Linked DNA regions of Mus musculus: region 2 is linked to region 1. A link is a contact called in public HiChIP or PLAC-seq data. All regions are on one chromosome and are shown on one strand. Each heading gives the region's core, a stretch centred on a gene start, on an enhancer-like site or on the middle of the called end of the contact. The rest is flanking DNA. Distances are from core to core; before and after follow the strand shown.

Evidence for each region. HiChIP or PLAC-seq counts read pairs in DNA pulled down with a chosen protein or histone mark.
Region 2: an H3K4me3 HiChIP or PLAC-seq map of bone marrow-derived macrophages shows a contact between it and region 1, with 2.8 times the contacts expected there. The contact joins the enhancer-like site here to the promoter of Pilra in region 1. A contact is called at or near these places in 3 of 39 promoter capture datasets (the C10 cell line, embryonic stem cells and neutrophils), 1 of 15 datasets of contacts at CTCF or cohesin (CD8 T cells), 2 of 484 Hi-C or Micro-C datasets (bone marrow-derived macrophages and fibroblasts), 4 of 115 datasets of contacts at active chromatin or transcription factors (the HPC-7 cell line, bone marrow-derived macrophages, intestinal crypt epithelium and 1 more) and 3 of 9 other capture datasets (adipose tissue, liver and pancreatic islet).

The regions. Positions count from the first base shown.
Region 1 is chr5:137,834,884-137,838,695 of GRCm38.p6, reverse strand. It overlaps Pilra (paired immunoglobin-like type 2 receptor alpha), which reads left to right and starts at 2,418. Exons shown (of 7, transcript NM_153510.3): 1 at 2,418-2,661; 2 at 2,979-3,365. The coding sequence starts at 2,577.
Region 2 is chr5:137,883,640-137,887,421 of GRCm38.p6, reverse strand. No RefSeq gene overlaps it. Among named protein-coding and RNA genes, the nearest start is that of Pilrb2, 14 kb to the right of the region's middle. Within about 2 kb of position 1,316, at least 9 of the 459 cell types and tissues checked have an H3K27ac peak or open chromatin away from gene starts, as enhancers often do. A contact at or near this core is called in bone marrow-derived macrophages, where this site is marked.

The sequences.
Region 1 (3,812 bases), core at 1,169-3,668:
AGGTGTGTTGGGGTGCCCTGGACTGGGCGAAGTGGGAGTGCTGGGTTCTGATGATGGTGAGTGGTCCTGGTTTCTGTTAGTAAGATTCTTACGTTTACCTTTCGCCATCTGGTAATCTCTGGAGTTAGTTGTTATAGTTGTCTCTGTTTAGAGATTGTTCCTCTGGTGATTTTGTTACCCTCTATCAGCAGACCTGGGAGACTAGCTCTCTCCTCTGAGTTTCAGTGGTCAGAGCAGTCTCTGCAGGCAAGGTCTCCTCTTTCAGGGAAGGTGCACAGTTATCTGGTGTTTGGACCTCCTCCTGGCCGAAGATGAAGGCCCAAAACAGGATCTTTCCCAGAGCTGTGTTGCTTTGGCCTGTCACAGAAGCCATTGTTTCAGTAGTCCACACTCTCACCTGTGTAGACTACTTTCCACGGAGTCCCGGAACCAAGGTGGCTCCCGTGGAGCCTGAGGCAAAAGCCTCTCGGCCAGGCGGACACCTGTGTTCTGACCAGGAAGGTGGCCGGTTGTTTGGAGCTGAAAATGGCGCCGCCTCAGAGGCTCTGTGGCTCTCGCCTGTCCCAGAGACTGCTGGCCTCTGTATTCCACACTCTCACCTGTGCAGACTGCCCTCCACGGAGTCCCGGAACCAAGCTGGCTCCCACAGAGCCTGAGGCAGAAGCTTCTCGGGCCGGGCAGACACCTGTGCTCTGACCAGGAATGTGGCTGGTTGTTTGGAGCCGAAAATGGCGCTGCCTCAGAGGCTCTGTGGCTCTCGCCTGTCCCAGAGACTGCTGGCCTCTGTATTCCAAACTCTCACCTGTCAGATTGCCCTCCACAGAGTCCAACCAAAGGTTTTATGTCCAACAATAGATAAAGGGACAGGATGGGGCACACTTGGAATCTCTGCTCATGGGAGCACCAGGCAGGAGGTTCGCTAGTCCTTCGTGGTCATCTCTGGCTATATACTAAGTTTTAGGACCACTTTGGGCTTCTTGAGATAGAATTTAAACACACACACACACACACACACACACACACACACACACCCCTAGTCCCTGATCTGACTAACCTTCCATCTGGGGCCAACTCATCCCATAGGCTCTGTGCCTCAGTGTCTCCAAGGGTACTATGAATACAGATGAATACAAACTGTCAGGACATGACAGTTTGTGTCTGGATCAGAACAAGGGATCTGAGGACCATGGGGACTGTGAAGGGAGTCAGAGAAGCAGACATGAGAGAGGGCAGGCTGCAAAGCCAGCTGCAGGGAAGCAGGAACAAGGCAATCAATGCCAGGGAACCTAAGGAAATGGGAAGAGGCCTCTGCACATGTCACTCAGGGAGATTGATGCCACTTCCTCTGACACCATCATGTGTTTGTGCCCTTCAGGAAGCTGATGGCACCATGTCCTGAGGAAGAGTAGTTTGAACCTCTTTAGAACCAGCCCTGAGGTCACCACAGCCTCTGCCCCAACCTTTCAACCCAAGTCACAGGCCAGCTGTGTCCACTGTCAGCCATGTCCCAGGCCTTACATCATGAATGACACATAGCTGCTCAGAGCTGTGTTTGCCCACTTAGTCCAAAGAAGGTTCTAGTGTGGCCATAACTAGAGGGAGTCACTCAAGAGCTTTGTGGAAAGAGCCTCCTCAGAGGCAGCACTGAGCAGGTAAACTGAAGTCTCTGTGTGGAATGGAAGACTCCAAGAACTCAATGTGACTAAAGTCCAGTCAATGAGCCATGTGGCTGTTGTATGACATGTGCCTTGACTTCTCTGATCCTTGTTATCCTCTTCTGAGTGAGTGTTATGGTAGGAGGAGGAGAGGCAGAAAGGCTCCTTTAGAAACTGGAGTAGCTTTAGAGTCACTGTCCAAGAAGCCCAGGGAAGTTGGAGGCTCTGCCACAGAGATCAGGGCAAGGTGGAGAGGATCCTCAAAGCCTTGATTCTGCCTGGGCACTGTGAAGGCTCCCTGAAAGACAAGAAAGGGCAAGTTGTGATGGGAACAGAGAGGGGGAAGGAAGAGCAGGGTAAGGGGGTTACTGTGCTAGGGCCTGGGACTTACTGTGTTTCTTAATTACACCTTCCTCATTGTGTCTGAGGTGATTTAGAAACTGACAACTTCATTAGGTGAGATAATTAGAGAGAAATGTGACAACCAGCATGATGAGAGACATAATGAGAAAGAGATTGAGTAGGGGGAAGGAAAGAATAGAAGAAAAATAGAGGAAGGGAAACAGAGATTACAAGCCACTTAGGAAATGGAAAACAGTAGATAAGATAGAAGATGAAGGTGGAAGAGAGGAGAGCCCTGCCTCCTGAGGACAAAGCCATGTCTCCAAGCCAACAATGGGGGCTGGGCCAAAGTCCAGTTATGTTGTCAGTGACCACAGGGCGGATCTTCTGCAACATGGGAAAAAAAGAAGCCAGATCAATAAAGGAAGTTGCTGGCCACAAGGAGGTGGAGATGGAGAGGTCCTGCCCCAACTCAGTCCTCCACATGTGAAGGCCTGGGGATCTGTCTCACTTTACCCTGGTTCTCTCTGGACTCCTGAGCACTCCAGTGTCCCTAGACAGAGCATCCTTGCCTTCCTGATGGCTTTGCTGATCTCGCTTCCTGGAGGGACTCCAGCCATGGCTCAGATCCTGCTTCTGCTCTCATCAGCCTGTCTGCATGCTGGTGAGTGGTAGTGACCTCACTAGCAGGGACTTAACCTCAGGAGGGGACAGTGGGGCTGGGAAGAGAAGGGAGTCATGTGTACAGGTGTCTGCTAGAGGAGCCAGCCAGGACCCTCTGCCCCAAGAGTCTGTTAACATTGCAGAGGGAGCCCAACCCAACCCTTCACTCTCTTTCCTGTCCCACTAGCGTTAGGGACAGTCCTGCCTTGTGTCTCAGCCCTGCCTGTGCAAGAAGTCTCAGAATGTTCTGTGTTGTCCTTTCTATGTTTCCTGTCACTGTCCCCTGCAGTGGCTTCAGAGTCTCCCCATCCTTCCCAGGAAATTCAGAAAGATCCAACAGAAAAAATGGCTTTGGGGTCAACCAACCTGAAAGCTGCTCTGGAGTCCAGGGTGGCTCCATCGACATCCCCTTCTCCTTCTACTTCCCCTGGAAGTTGGCCAAGGATCCACAGATGAGCATAGCCTGGAGATGGAAGGATTTCCATGGGGAATTCATCTACAACTCCTCCCTGCCTTTCATACATGAGCACTTCAAGGGCCGGCTCATCCTGAACTGGACACAGGGTCAGACATCTGGAGTCCTCAGAATCCTGAACTTGAAGGAGTCTGACCAGACCCGGTACTTTGGCAGAGTTTTTCTGCAAACAACAGAAGGCATACAGTTTTGGCAGTCAATTCCTGGGACCCAACTCAATGTGACCAATGGTGAGTACATCCCAGCCCTGCCTTTGGTGGCCCCTGGCTTCCTTATGCCATAGATGTCATTAGAGAGCCTAAACTTCTGATATTTCACACAGATTTTTCTCCTGTGGTCTCTCCCCTCCCCAGAGGTCTGCCAACTTTGTCTTTTCTCTTCTCCATAATCATCTGCAAACCATAGCAGCTTTCTCTGAGCTGGCCCCTCATTGTACCCTCGGTCTTACCACCCTACTTCCTGGCCTCAACTCTTCCCAGAGGGCCCAGTTTCCTGCTCCTTTCTCCAATCTGGCACTATTCATCCTGTCCACTCCCACCCTCGCTGCTAGAAATCCATGGGTATCTGGCTTCTCTAGGATGGAGCAGGCTTGCCTTGGTCCTGCATCAGGGTATTGGTTAACTGGAGGGTTTACATTATATCTCATGGCTACCACAGTAGGTAGCGTCTAGTCCCTA
Region 2 (3,782 bases), core at 67-2,566, 50 kb before region 1:
TGGACTCTCTCTGCCTTGCCCTGCTCCCTGTGGCACAGTCTCCAACAACCCTGGGCTTCTTGGACAGTGACTCTAAGGCTTTTCCAGTCTCAAAAGGAGCCTTTCTAACTCCCCTCACCCTCACACTAACACACGCTAAAGAGGAAAACAAGGATCAGAGAAGTCCTGGTACATGTCACATGACAGCCACATGACTCATTGACTGGATTTAGTCATATTGAGTTCTTGGAGTCTTCCATTCCACATAGAGACTTCAGTCGACCTGCTCAGCACAGACTCTGAGGAGGCTCTTTCCACAAAGCCCTTGAGTGACTCCCTCTAGTTATGGTCACACCAGATTCTTTGGACTAAGCGAGAGAAGATGTCTCAGAGCATCCATGTGTCATTCAAGATATGAGGACTGGGACAAGGCTGACACTGGACACAGCTGGCTTTGAACTTGGGTGGAGACATGAGTGGTGGTGGGGGAGAGGCTGTAGTGTCCTCAGTACAGTTCTAAGGAGGTTCATCCCACCCTTGCCCAGGACATGGTGCCATAAGCTCCCTGAGAGGCAGGATTCATGATTGTATCAGAGGAAGTGGCTCCATTCTCCCTGAGTGACTTGTGCAGAGGCATCTTCCCATTTCCTTAGCTTTCCTGGCATTGATTGCCTAGTTCATGCTTCACTGTAGCTGGCTATCAGCCTGCCCTCTCCCATCTCTGTTTCTCTGCCTTCCTCACAGTCCTCATGGTCCTCAGATCCCTTGACCTGAGCCAGACACAATCTCTCATGGTCTGAGGACATATCCATAGTACCCTTAAAGACACTAAGGCACAGAGCCTTTGGGATTCATTGGCCCTACATGGAAGGTCTAGTGCTATGGTCTCTTTCAAAAAGAGTTGGTGTGTGTGTGTATTTAAGTTTCATCTCAAGTAGCCCAAGGTGGTCCTTGAACGTTTTATATAGCCAAAAATGACCATGAATGACTACAGATCCTCCTGACTGAATTTCCCATGAGCAGGGATTACAGGTGAGCATCATCATGCCCCTTTATCTCCTGTTGGATATAAAATATTTGGTTCTATGCCTGCCAGGAAAGCTCTACCACATGAAGCAAATTCTTAGGTGCAGTTAGGTCTGAGAGGATGTCCTCCTGGTCATGAGCCCTCACCTCCAGATTTCATCTGCCTTTCCTTTACTCTCAAGGGCCTCTAGTTAAACAGTGACTCAATTGCTAATTCACCCAAGAAGGGACTGAACGTGACAAGACTGTCATATGTCATTTTCTTAACCTCAGCATTTTTACACAACAGACCCTGGTGAGCTCTACAGGATTCCAGCTGTCCCTTGTGTCCTGCTCCACTGCTGCCACCTGCTGGCTTCTTAATCCAAATTCACGTGCTCTCTTCTGGTTTCATGTTTTGGACTTAATTGAATTCCTATTTGAACCCTTCTGTGAGAAGAAACAAATATATCTCTCTGAGTTTGAAGTTAACCTGGTCTATTTATCTAGTTTCAGGGCAGCAAGCACTACATACTAAAAATTGTCTCATCCTAGACGTAACCAAACCGAACAAACAAACAAGCAAAAAACAAGAAAAATAAAACCAAAAAAACAAACAAAACCACAGAAAATCAAAACGAAAAAAAAAAAAAAAAAGTCAAAATGCCAAGAAACCAAGCAAAGAAACCTCAGGTTGACAGTCAAGTAGAATGGTGTCCCTAATCATAATGCCTGAGGTTGTCAACTGGACTCCATCCATATGAGCACACTTATTTATATATGCGTGCACCTGAGCATGCACAAGGGCACACACACTCACAAAACACACTCTTTCTCTTTCTCTTTCTCTTTCTCTTTCTCTTTCTCTTTCTCTTTCTCTTTCTCTTTCTCTTTCTCTTTCTCTTTCTCTTTCTCTCTCTCTCTCTCTCTCTCTCTCTCTCTCTCTCTCTCTCTCTCTCACACACACACACACACACACACACAGAAAGAGAGAGAGGGGGGGGGAACCATACAAGGCACCTTTAACAGTTGATCACCTTCCATGACTTGACCCAGTCTTCATCTTCCCTGAGCCTCCCTCAGACCACACTCAGTGACTCTTCAGATTCTAGTTCCTGACCATCCACAGCATTCAGATTCTCTGCTTTTTATGCCCAAATTGGTCATCCTATGGCAATGGTGAGAGAGAACAGGCTTAAGGCATCCTATTTCTCTCTGAACCCTTCCATTCGAGAAACATTCCCTGTTGGGAACTAAAAAGGGGGCCCTGGGAAAGGGGGGAGCCCACATCCCACCAGAGTTTTCCCTATCCTCTGGTCTGTCAGGCATGGGAGAGCTGCCATACACTTTCCACTCAGCCCTGGGTGGGCATTCCTCTATCCCATTCTTCAGGGGGTGGCCAAGGGGCAGCCCTACCTGGGATTCCTGGAGCTACCTTGCTAAAACCCCGGGGTTATAGGAGAGAGGGATGAGGGAAGAGGTTCCCAACACCTGCGAAAGTGCACGCAGCAGATCTTGACTGGAGCACAGGAAGGCCTTCTAATGGGAGATTCGAAACAGCTCATTAGGAGAAAGCCTGTTCCCATCCTCCAAGCATAGTGGGCCTTGATGAGCAGAGACACTCTATGGTTTTAGAGCTTTATTATAGAAATGCAGGTGGAAAGAGAGGAGAGAGAGAGAGAGAGAGAGAGAGAGAGAGAGAGAGAGAGAGGAGAAGGAGAAGGAGAAGGAGAAGGAGAAGGAGAAGGAGAAGGAGAAGGAGAAGGAGAAGGAGAAGGAGAAGGAGAAGGAGAAGAAGAAGAAGAAGAAGAAGAAGAAGAAGAAGAAGAAGAAGAAGAAGAAGAAGAAGAAGAAGAAGAAGAAGAAGAGGAGGAGGAGGAGGAGGAGGAGGAGGAGGAGGAGGAGGAGGAGGAAGAGGAGGAGGAAGAGGAGGAGGAAGAGGAGGAGGAAGAGGAGGAGGAGGGAGAGGAGAGGAGAGGAGAGGAGAGGAGAGGAGAGGAGAGGAGAGGAGAGGAGAGGAGAGGAGAGGAGAGGAGAGGAGAAGACAAAGAGAAAGGAGAGAGGGTAAGAGTGAGGAATAAGAAGACAAGTAAGAGAGTGAGAAGTAAGAGAGCAAGCAGGGGCTGAACAGCCCTTTTATGGTCTTTACTGTTGCTAGGTAACTGGGAGGAGCTTAGCCTGAAGGTCAGAAGCTTGGGCCATTGCCTACATGACTACTGACCATGCTTTTCTTGTGAGGGCTGTGGGCGGCAGTAACTTAGACAGGAGCCAGAGTTCCAGGAGCATGAGGGAATGCCTACAGTGTCATGTAGGTGAATTATGGCTTTGGGGTTCAGACCTCAGCTCAACTAGAGACCAGCCTGTCTTTGCAGAGCCCAATGCCCCACAATTCCTCAGATAAGACATGCTGCAGGCTCTGTGTTCCCTGACCCAGCAGATAACCTCATGGATGAAAAGTATCCCTCTGTTCTCCATTTCTGTCACACCACTTACCAAACATTCCTTGATTTCTCTTCCCTAGTGACAACACACAGACCCCAACAGAACCTCCAAGTAACCTACCCAGACTGTGGCCTGAAGAGAGTGGAGGAGTTGCTAGAGAGGATGGTAGAAGGATGCCAGCTGTTGGTGCAGACAGGATGCTCAGGCTGCAGCTTTATAATAGCACAGTTGCCCTGCTGTTTCTCACTAGGATGACATCATCATCTTCATCTCCCTCATCTGCTTTATGCCTCAGCATGAGCATCCCCTGTCCTCCTGCCCAGAGAAAGCCCCAGAAAGAGACTCTATACTGAGTT